Linked DNA regions of Oryctolagus cuniculus: region 2 is linked to region 1. Evidence: chromatin contacts called from public Micro-C data. All regions are on one chromosome and are shown on one strand. The core of a region is the stretch at or near the end of the contact, and the rest is flanking DNA. Distances in the headings are between cores, read along the strand shown. Region 1 overlaps SERTAD2 (SERTA domain containing 2). Region 2 overlaps SERTAD2 (SERTA domain containing 2).

Region 1 (3,822 bases), core at 448-2,947:
TCCAACCACTGGTTCACTCTCCAAATGCCCTCAATATCTGGGGTTGGACCAGCCTGAAACCAGGAGTCAGGAACTCCACCCAGGTCTTCCACATGGATGGCAGGGACCCAAACACTTGAACCATCACCTACTGCCTCCCATGGTGTGCATTTGCAGGAAGCTGAATGGGCAGCAGGGGGTAGAACTCAATATGGGATGTAGGTATCCCAAGAAGCTACAATGCTCACCCCCAAAATCAACATTATATTTGCATTTCCTAAATATCCACCCCAAAATTAGGTAAGCTGGCTCCAAATTTGGGTGTTCTGGTTCCAAATTTCGGTGTACAGCAGAGAAATTAAGGTCCACAAAGTTAACCAAGCACCCCTCTTGCTGATTCTTAATGTCACCTTGAAAAACTAACTCAGGAGTTTGGCACAGCACTTAAGCCACCTCTTGGGATGCCCATATCTCATATTAGACTGCCTCTTTTGAGTCCTGCCCCCCCCCCATTCCAGCTTCCTGTCAATGCACACCCTGAAGGTAGCTGGCAATGGCTCTAGTACTTGGGTCCCTGACACCCATACAGGAGACCTGGGTAGAATTCTGGGCTCCTGGCTTAAGCTTGGCCCAGCCCTGGTTGTTGGTTTGCATTTGGGCAATGAACCAGAGGATGGAAGATATCTCCCCCCTGCCCCCACCCCTGTCTGCTTTTAAATGAAACAAAAAACTATTTTTAAAAAATCCTAACAGACTTGCAAATAGAAACCTAAGAGCTACGGACAATCCTCAGAATTCCCACTGCATATGCACCTTTATGCATCATGAAAGTTAACTGTTCTTCCATTTGTTGTAAATGCCTGCAAATAAACTAGAAGGGGGTACCAAGAAAGCGGCACACAGAAAGACACTGATATGGCACTAAGTTATATTTTAACCAGTGGCTCTTCCACTCTCTCCTCCCTCAACAAAATCCTGATTTCTACCTAATGGAACAGTCCTTGCATGTTGCTTTTGTCTCTTCTGAGTAACAACACAAAAGAATTACGATCATTCATCCTCTCAATTTTATGCAGTTTTCAGAGGCCAAATGAGCAACAGGATCATCTGGTTAATAAATCTTTCCAGTTAGGCCAGTGAGTGTAGACTTAGGCTGGATTCTTCAAAGGGCTCTCCCAGAGGCAGGAGTTCCTGAATGCAGCAGGCTCTATCTGATTTTAATGCATAGCTGTCTTAACTGGAAAAAAAAAAAAAAAAAAAAACACACATAAATCACCATCCTACACATTTTAGATGGGATAGGAAGTAGCAGAATAGAACAATGAACAATGACTAGTCTAAGGAAGTCATCTAATACTGTGAAAGAGACCAGGCAGGGTTTGGAAGGCCTGGCTTTCAGTCACTCCGCCACTACGGAACTTGTAATTCTCTGGGTTTGAGCTGACCAGGCATATCTCAAACAGGAGTAACCCGCATTCTCTTGCTCATCCTGGGAGCCTGTGCTTAGGATAACACTTAAGGTTCCCGGTGGAGGACTGTACTTTTCAACAGAGCTAAAGGGCTACCCCAGCTCTTCGACACTAACAGATTTCCCTGCGCCGCGTTTACTCAAGCGTGCCAGAAGGCGACCAAAGCCCGGTCTTCCACCCCGCTGCCGCCTGGGGAGCTCTGAAGTGGGTCGGCCGTCACGGCCGCCTGGGTGACGTCAGCCTGCTGTTTACACGAGGAGAAAGGCTGCCAACTTCCTCGGAGCCCAGGGCCGGCCGCGAGTGAGCCCGACAGGGCCCTTGGCGCGCGGCGGCTCTGTCCGCGCTCAGGTTCCCGGGCTCCCGGGTTCCCGAGCGCAGCCGCCAGCACGCAGCGCTGCTTGGCGGGTGTGCGCCAGCACGCACTTGGGGTCTGGGCGTTTTCCCTGAGAACACTAAGCAGGGGTGATCGCACGCAACTCTCACTTTTGTTCTTCTGAAAAGGGGGCGCGGGGGAGGGGAGGGAGAAGGACCTGCTGTCACTCTCGGCTTGATTTTTAAAGAGCATTTTCAAAGCAGAACAGTCAATTCTAGTTTTTAACAGAAGCCTCATCAAGTTCTACAAACACCCACTGAGAAAAGAACTACCGACAGCATACTTCAAAGCATAAAACACAGTCATACCGCAGTAACCGAGTTTTATAGGAACCATTTCATTTTCAGAGTGGTTCAAGTTGCTTCTTTCTACCAGGTCAGGAAGTACTCACTCAAGTATTAACATACTCCAACTGCATCCACTTCGGGGAGGTATTTTGTTACGTTATTACTATAAAGGGGAAAAAAAATCTGGCTTATTAACATTTGCCCATTCATGAAATTTCCTGGCAGAAAGCAACCTGTTAAATCAAATTTGGAGAGGCAAAAAGAAGATAGGGACTGCATTCATTGTAATCTTTCTTCAACCATCCATCACCTTTTGGGACAGATGTCAAATTAGGAATAATATGGAGCAGATCGTGTTCATAACTGGCAATGAAACTTTACTTCAGACAATAACTCTAGTGTAAATCCTAACACCGGGACGCTGAAGACGAGACGTGAAATATTTTTGGTACCTGGAACCATGTTTCCTTGGGTCCTATCATAAGTGTGACTGAAAAGGAAAGGAACTCTGGCGCAGTAAATATGAAACCAAAGGAGAATCCTAAATTTCACTTTAGGCTTTGTGACTTAGGATAGTGTAATCCCAGGTCAAAAAACAGCCTAGATGTGCCTTACTCTCCATATCTGAGAAATGGGTATGATAAAAATAGATACTATTTTCCAATTTTTAGGAGAACATGATAAAAAAGCAAACAAGTCAAAGTTTTATGCGACATCACACTATGTGGATTAGAAAACAGAAACATGGGCTGAGAATCCAACCCAACGTGGGCCAACTCCTTTGAGAGCTGGGGAGTAAAACGTGCTAGACAAATAGGATGTGTTATTAGCACTTCCCTCATTTTATAGTGAGACAGAACAGTAGCATGAAAAACATGGCACCATTTCAACTTTTCTAGGGTCGGTTCCAGCAAGCATTCATTGGCCCCATTCTTAAACACATCAAGAAACTGAAGAGGGGTGGACATTTGGAACAGCAGTTAAGACACTGCTTGAGACGTCTGCAGCTGTATCAGAGTGACTGGGTTCAAGTCCTGGCTTTGTTTCCAATCCCAATTCCTGCTAATGTGTACCCTGGGAGCCAGCAGGTGATGGTTCAAGTACTTGAGTCCCTGCCATTCACATGGGACCCAGATTGAGTTTCTGGCTCCTGGTTTTGTAATTGCCCAGCCCTGGTTGTTATAAGCATTCGGGGAGTGAACTAGTAGATGGAAGATCTCTTTTAGTCTGTTTTTTTGTCTCTTTACTCTTCAAACAAAAAAAAATATCTACAATAATTTTTTAAAAAGAAATGAAATTGAATGAAAGGCCATCCCTGGGCTGCTCCTTAACATACATGCTAAAAATGATGTCAAAACCCTTCATAGGCCGGCGCAACGGCTCACTAGGCTAATCCTCCACCTGCAGCACCAGCACTCTGGGTTCTAGTCCCAGTTGGGGTGCCAGTTCTGTCCTGGTTGCTCCTCTTCCAGTCCAGCTCTCAGCTGTGGCCTGGGAGTGCAGTGGAGGATGGCCCAAGTCCTTGGGCCCTGCACCCACATGGGAGACCAGGAGGAAGCACCTGCCTCCTGGCTTCAGATCGGCACAGTGCCGGCCGTAGCGGCCATTTGGGAGGTAAACCAACAGAAGGAAGACCTTTCTCTCTCTCTCTCTCTCTCTCAGTCTAACTCTAACTGTCAAAAAAAAAAAAAAAAAAAGCTTCATAGACTAGTAT
Region 2 (3,490 bases), core at 776-3,275, 78 kb before region 1:
ATTTGGGAAAACCCTTCATAAAGGACGCTGGGAGGAGCCATTTAATTGTAAAATGTAGTGCAATTAACCTTAGGGAGATAATGAAGGGAGTTACTGTGTAACTACTTGCTGGAATTCTCTCTATGCAAATTACAAGTTCAGATTATATGATGTTGTATGTTCAATAGCAAGGAACACAACAGATGAACTATTAATTGTCACTGTTTCCATTTGAAAATTGGTAATTGTGAACATATTTATATATAATAAGGGTTTAAATTGTGATGCTACTTCCTAATAGTTCAGGGCCAAGAGTCCCTCTTCAGAATCCTGAATGTGAAGCTTCCCTCACGTTAAAGGGCAGGAATCCTCAGACGTGAGCGACTCTCCCCAAAGATCGCGTGCCGCCCTCATGAAATATGCCTCTCTCCCTCCCCCCATCCCTGGGCATAATGAAGATATTTTTTCTCCCCTATTTATAATTGGATGAGATTCTGTTTTCAATCCTCCTGTAGCATCTTTTCCCCAAAGATACCTTGTTTTTCCCCTCACGCTAGAGACCCTTAACAAACAACGTCAGGAAAAAATAAAAAAGGCCTAGGCTGGAAACCAGAGGTTTTGCCAAAAGTGTATAACAAATTTCCCTCCCTAAAGAACATCTTCAGTTACATAAAACAGGAAAATGTAAGTTTTTAGAATAATTCTGTGAAAAATTAAATTGCACCTTAGTTAAAAACCAAAGGTTGCCTCCTAGGTTTTATGTTTCAGTCAACTACTTGCCACTGAATACAACCAAGGAATAAAAACTACGTATGCTACAGCAGGAAGTGCTTCAAGTGTTTCTTAAAAGCTAAAAATTAAAAACTGATCACACATTCAAATTTGTATGCTTTATTGGCTGTGAAAGATCACTTAAAATATTCCCAAGTACAGAATATATTTAATCTTTTAACTTCTACATGTAGTCTAAAGAGGAAAATTGGATGTTATTTTTTCATTCACTTAGTAAAACAAAATAGTGTATGGCTTAAAACTAGATTCCTTAAGAGAAAAATATCACATTTCTAAAACATGGCATGAGCACAAACGTTGTATGGGATAATAGCCATGTACTTAAGAGACACATTGAAGGGAAGAAATGACTATTCCAATATGGAAATACCTGTCCTGCGTAAGTACCCCATATGCTCATAATGTTTATTTTAGTTGCCTATAAAGATGACGCAGGCTAACGATAAGGTTTTACAAAGACAATTTAAACTTTATATCTTCTACTTGGATAATTCACACAGTAGAAAAAAAGCAATGAGGATACAAAAGTTGAGGACAGCAAATGATACTTTGTAAACATGGTGGCCACCTTCCTTTTTAAATAACTACTTTGGGGCTCTTTTGAGATAAAAAGTATTTCTTCCCAAGGACTTCTGGGTATTAATACTGATGACTCACTGAACTTTAAGCAAAGTCATTCAGTCAAACACAATCAAAATAATCCGAGGTCCCTGGTAAATGTAAGTAATGTTTTTAAGGAAAGTACTTCTCAATCACTTTATCTTTGGTTACCTTCCGGGCTCCTTATAGGAAACCCCCAACCTGCCCAGCTCTCTATTTTAAAAAGCACTCTGTATTTTAAAACTCCTCGGGAAGAGACCACCAACAGGCCCCCAACAAGGGGACAGGTCCATCATGCCCAAATTGCTCTGCCAAGATGGCTTTCTGTGACAGCCTGGCACCCAAAGGTGTCCCCAGGGCCTCACTCTGCAAAAGAGGAAAGCAACTGGAATCATCTCTTCTAAAACAAGTTAGCTGCTCTGGGGATACAACTTGGCTTAGGCCCCCTGAGCGTGGCTGGAGTTTTATGCCTGTTCTGTTGCAGAGATGGCCTTGGGACTTTCAGATTCCCCGAGCTTAACTCGGGCACCTCTGCACCAGGGCGGGGCGCTCCAGCAAGCTGGCTCCCAGCCCCGGGAGCTGTGGCATGGCCCAGGATGATAAGCCGTGGGACAGGGAGGCTGGCGCACAGGCCAAAGGTTCATGCAGCAAGGGCCTTCTGATTACTGAGTGCACATACTACTTCAGCTCCGGAGGGCTCACGCACAGCCCACTGTCAACAAGACTGCGTCTGGGTACGTGTGTGGCCACATGAACAATAAGATACAGACACATGTGCTGTCCCAAAGAGCCAGAACCCTCTCCTTTTGCTATTCTATGAGACACTCCTTGGAAGCCTAAAAGTGTTTGGTGTAGCTTCTCCTTTCCAGCTAACCATCTATGAAGGCTTCTAAAGGAAACAAAGCTTGAGAACGGGTTCCTCTCACCCTGCACACTACAGGCTCCTGCAAAGTGACAGACAGTGAACGAGCTGGAAGAACTTCAGTTTGCTGCTACTGGAGTTTCCAGAGAAACAAAGCTGCCTTTGGGCACCCCAAACTTGTCAGACCTGCTGTAGCAGTCGCGTCCTCCCTCCCTTCAGCCCCCGCCCCACGCATCCGCATAGCTCAGGCCACTCTCACTCGGCGGAGGCAGGGCCAGCTCTGACCAGGCAGGCAGCGTCAGCGTGGAGTGGGACGAGAGCGAGCGAGGAGGCCGGCTCCACTCCGCACAGCAAGCTGCAGGAGGCGCAGGACGCCCCTTAGGTGATCCTGGGTTTCCGCCACAGACCCATCACATTGGGGCACTTGCTTCACTAAGCCTGGCAGGCATCTCCAACCAGGTTCCAACAAGAGACAGCTCTGCAGCCCCTCAGACTCCAAGGAGAGTAGAATTTCCCAGAGAGCTTGCACTGTTTCTGGCACTCGTGGAAACCAAAGGGATCTGTTCTGTCCTCTCAGAAGCCACATGTCTTACGAGACTGTAGTGTTTTCATTTTGAAATTTTGATTTGTATGTCAAAGAACATTTCTACACAGCCCAGCATGTTTTTGTTTGTCTCATGATCTTTGAGAAACAAAACAAAACAAAACAAGGCATCTATTTATCACCCAGAATAGGAATGTCGTCTTACTGGGCTGACATATGCCATTCACAGATTCATACAAAGAATGAACTGCCGGGCAGTGCTAATGGAGAAAGACACTGCTGTACACAATGAGTGATGGGCGCTTGGGGGGACAGTTCTGTTCACAAGGACTTCCCAGCATCTGCACACAGGGGAGGTGTTTGCCTCTAACACCAACAGCCCTGGCTGCTTCAGACAATAAAAAAATAAATAAATAAATAAAAGCAAAAAAGACTCTCCAACTTTGGTTAGTAGCTGCTTCCTTCGAAAAGATTAAAACGAAATTAAACCTACACACTTCCAAACCAGAGTTGTAGCTTGTGTGTTCCGACACATTGTTACAGGAGTAATTATTAATGACAGGTGGAAAGTATTTCGTTGGTGCATATGCTGTGGTCACAGCAGTTGTAGGTTTTCATGTTCTTCTCGTTAGTATTAATCAATGGAAAGACCTACGAGGGCTGCGGTTACCCGCTTGGGAGGCCATTTTCACTTGAACTGGAGCTTGCCCTTT

The links. A called contact is a pair of places that touch in the nucleus more often than the background predicts.
Region 2: a contact with region 1 is called in a Micro-C map of ear pinna, with 2.6 times the contacts expected there. The contact joins two enhancer-like sites. A contact is called at or near these places in 3 of 6 Hi-C or Micro-C datasets (ear pinna, embryonic fibroblasts and psoas muscle).

The regions. Positions count from the first base shown.
Region 1 is chr2:138,028,981-138,032,802 of mOryCun1.1, reverse strand. All of the region lies in intron 1 of SERTAD2 (SERTA domain containing 2), which reads right to left. Among named protein-coding and RNA genes, the nearest start is that of SERTAD2, 24 kb to the right of the region's middle. Within about 2 kb of position 1,697, at least 6 of the 8 cell types and tissues checked have an H3K27ac peak or open chromatin away from gene starts, as enhancers often do. A contact at or near this core is called in ear pinna, where this site is marked.
Region 2 is chr2:138,107,301-138,110,790 of mOryCun1.1, reverse strand. The region is part of intron 1 of SERTAD2 (SERTA domain containing 2); the gene reads right to left. Among named protein-coding and RNA genes, the nearest start is that of SERTAD2, 100 kb to the right of the region's middle. Within about 2 kb of position 2,025, at least 1 of the 8 cell types and tissues checked has an H3K27ac peak or open chromatin away from gene starts, as enhancers often do. A contact at or near this core is called in ear pinna, where this site is marked.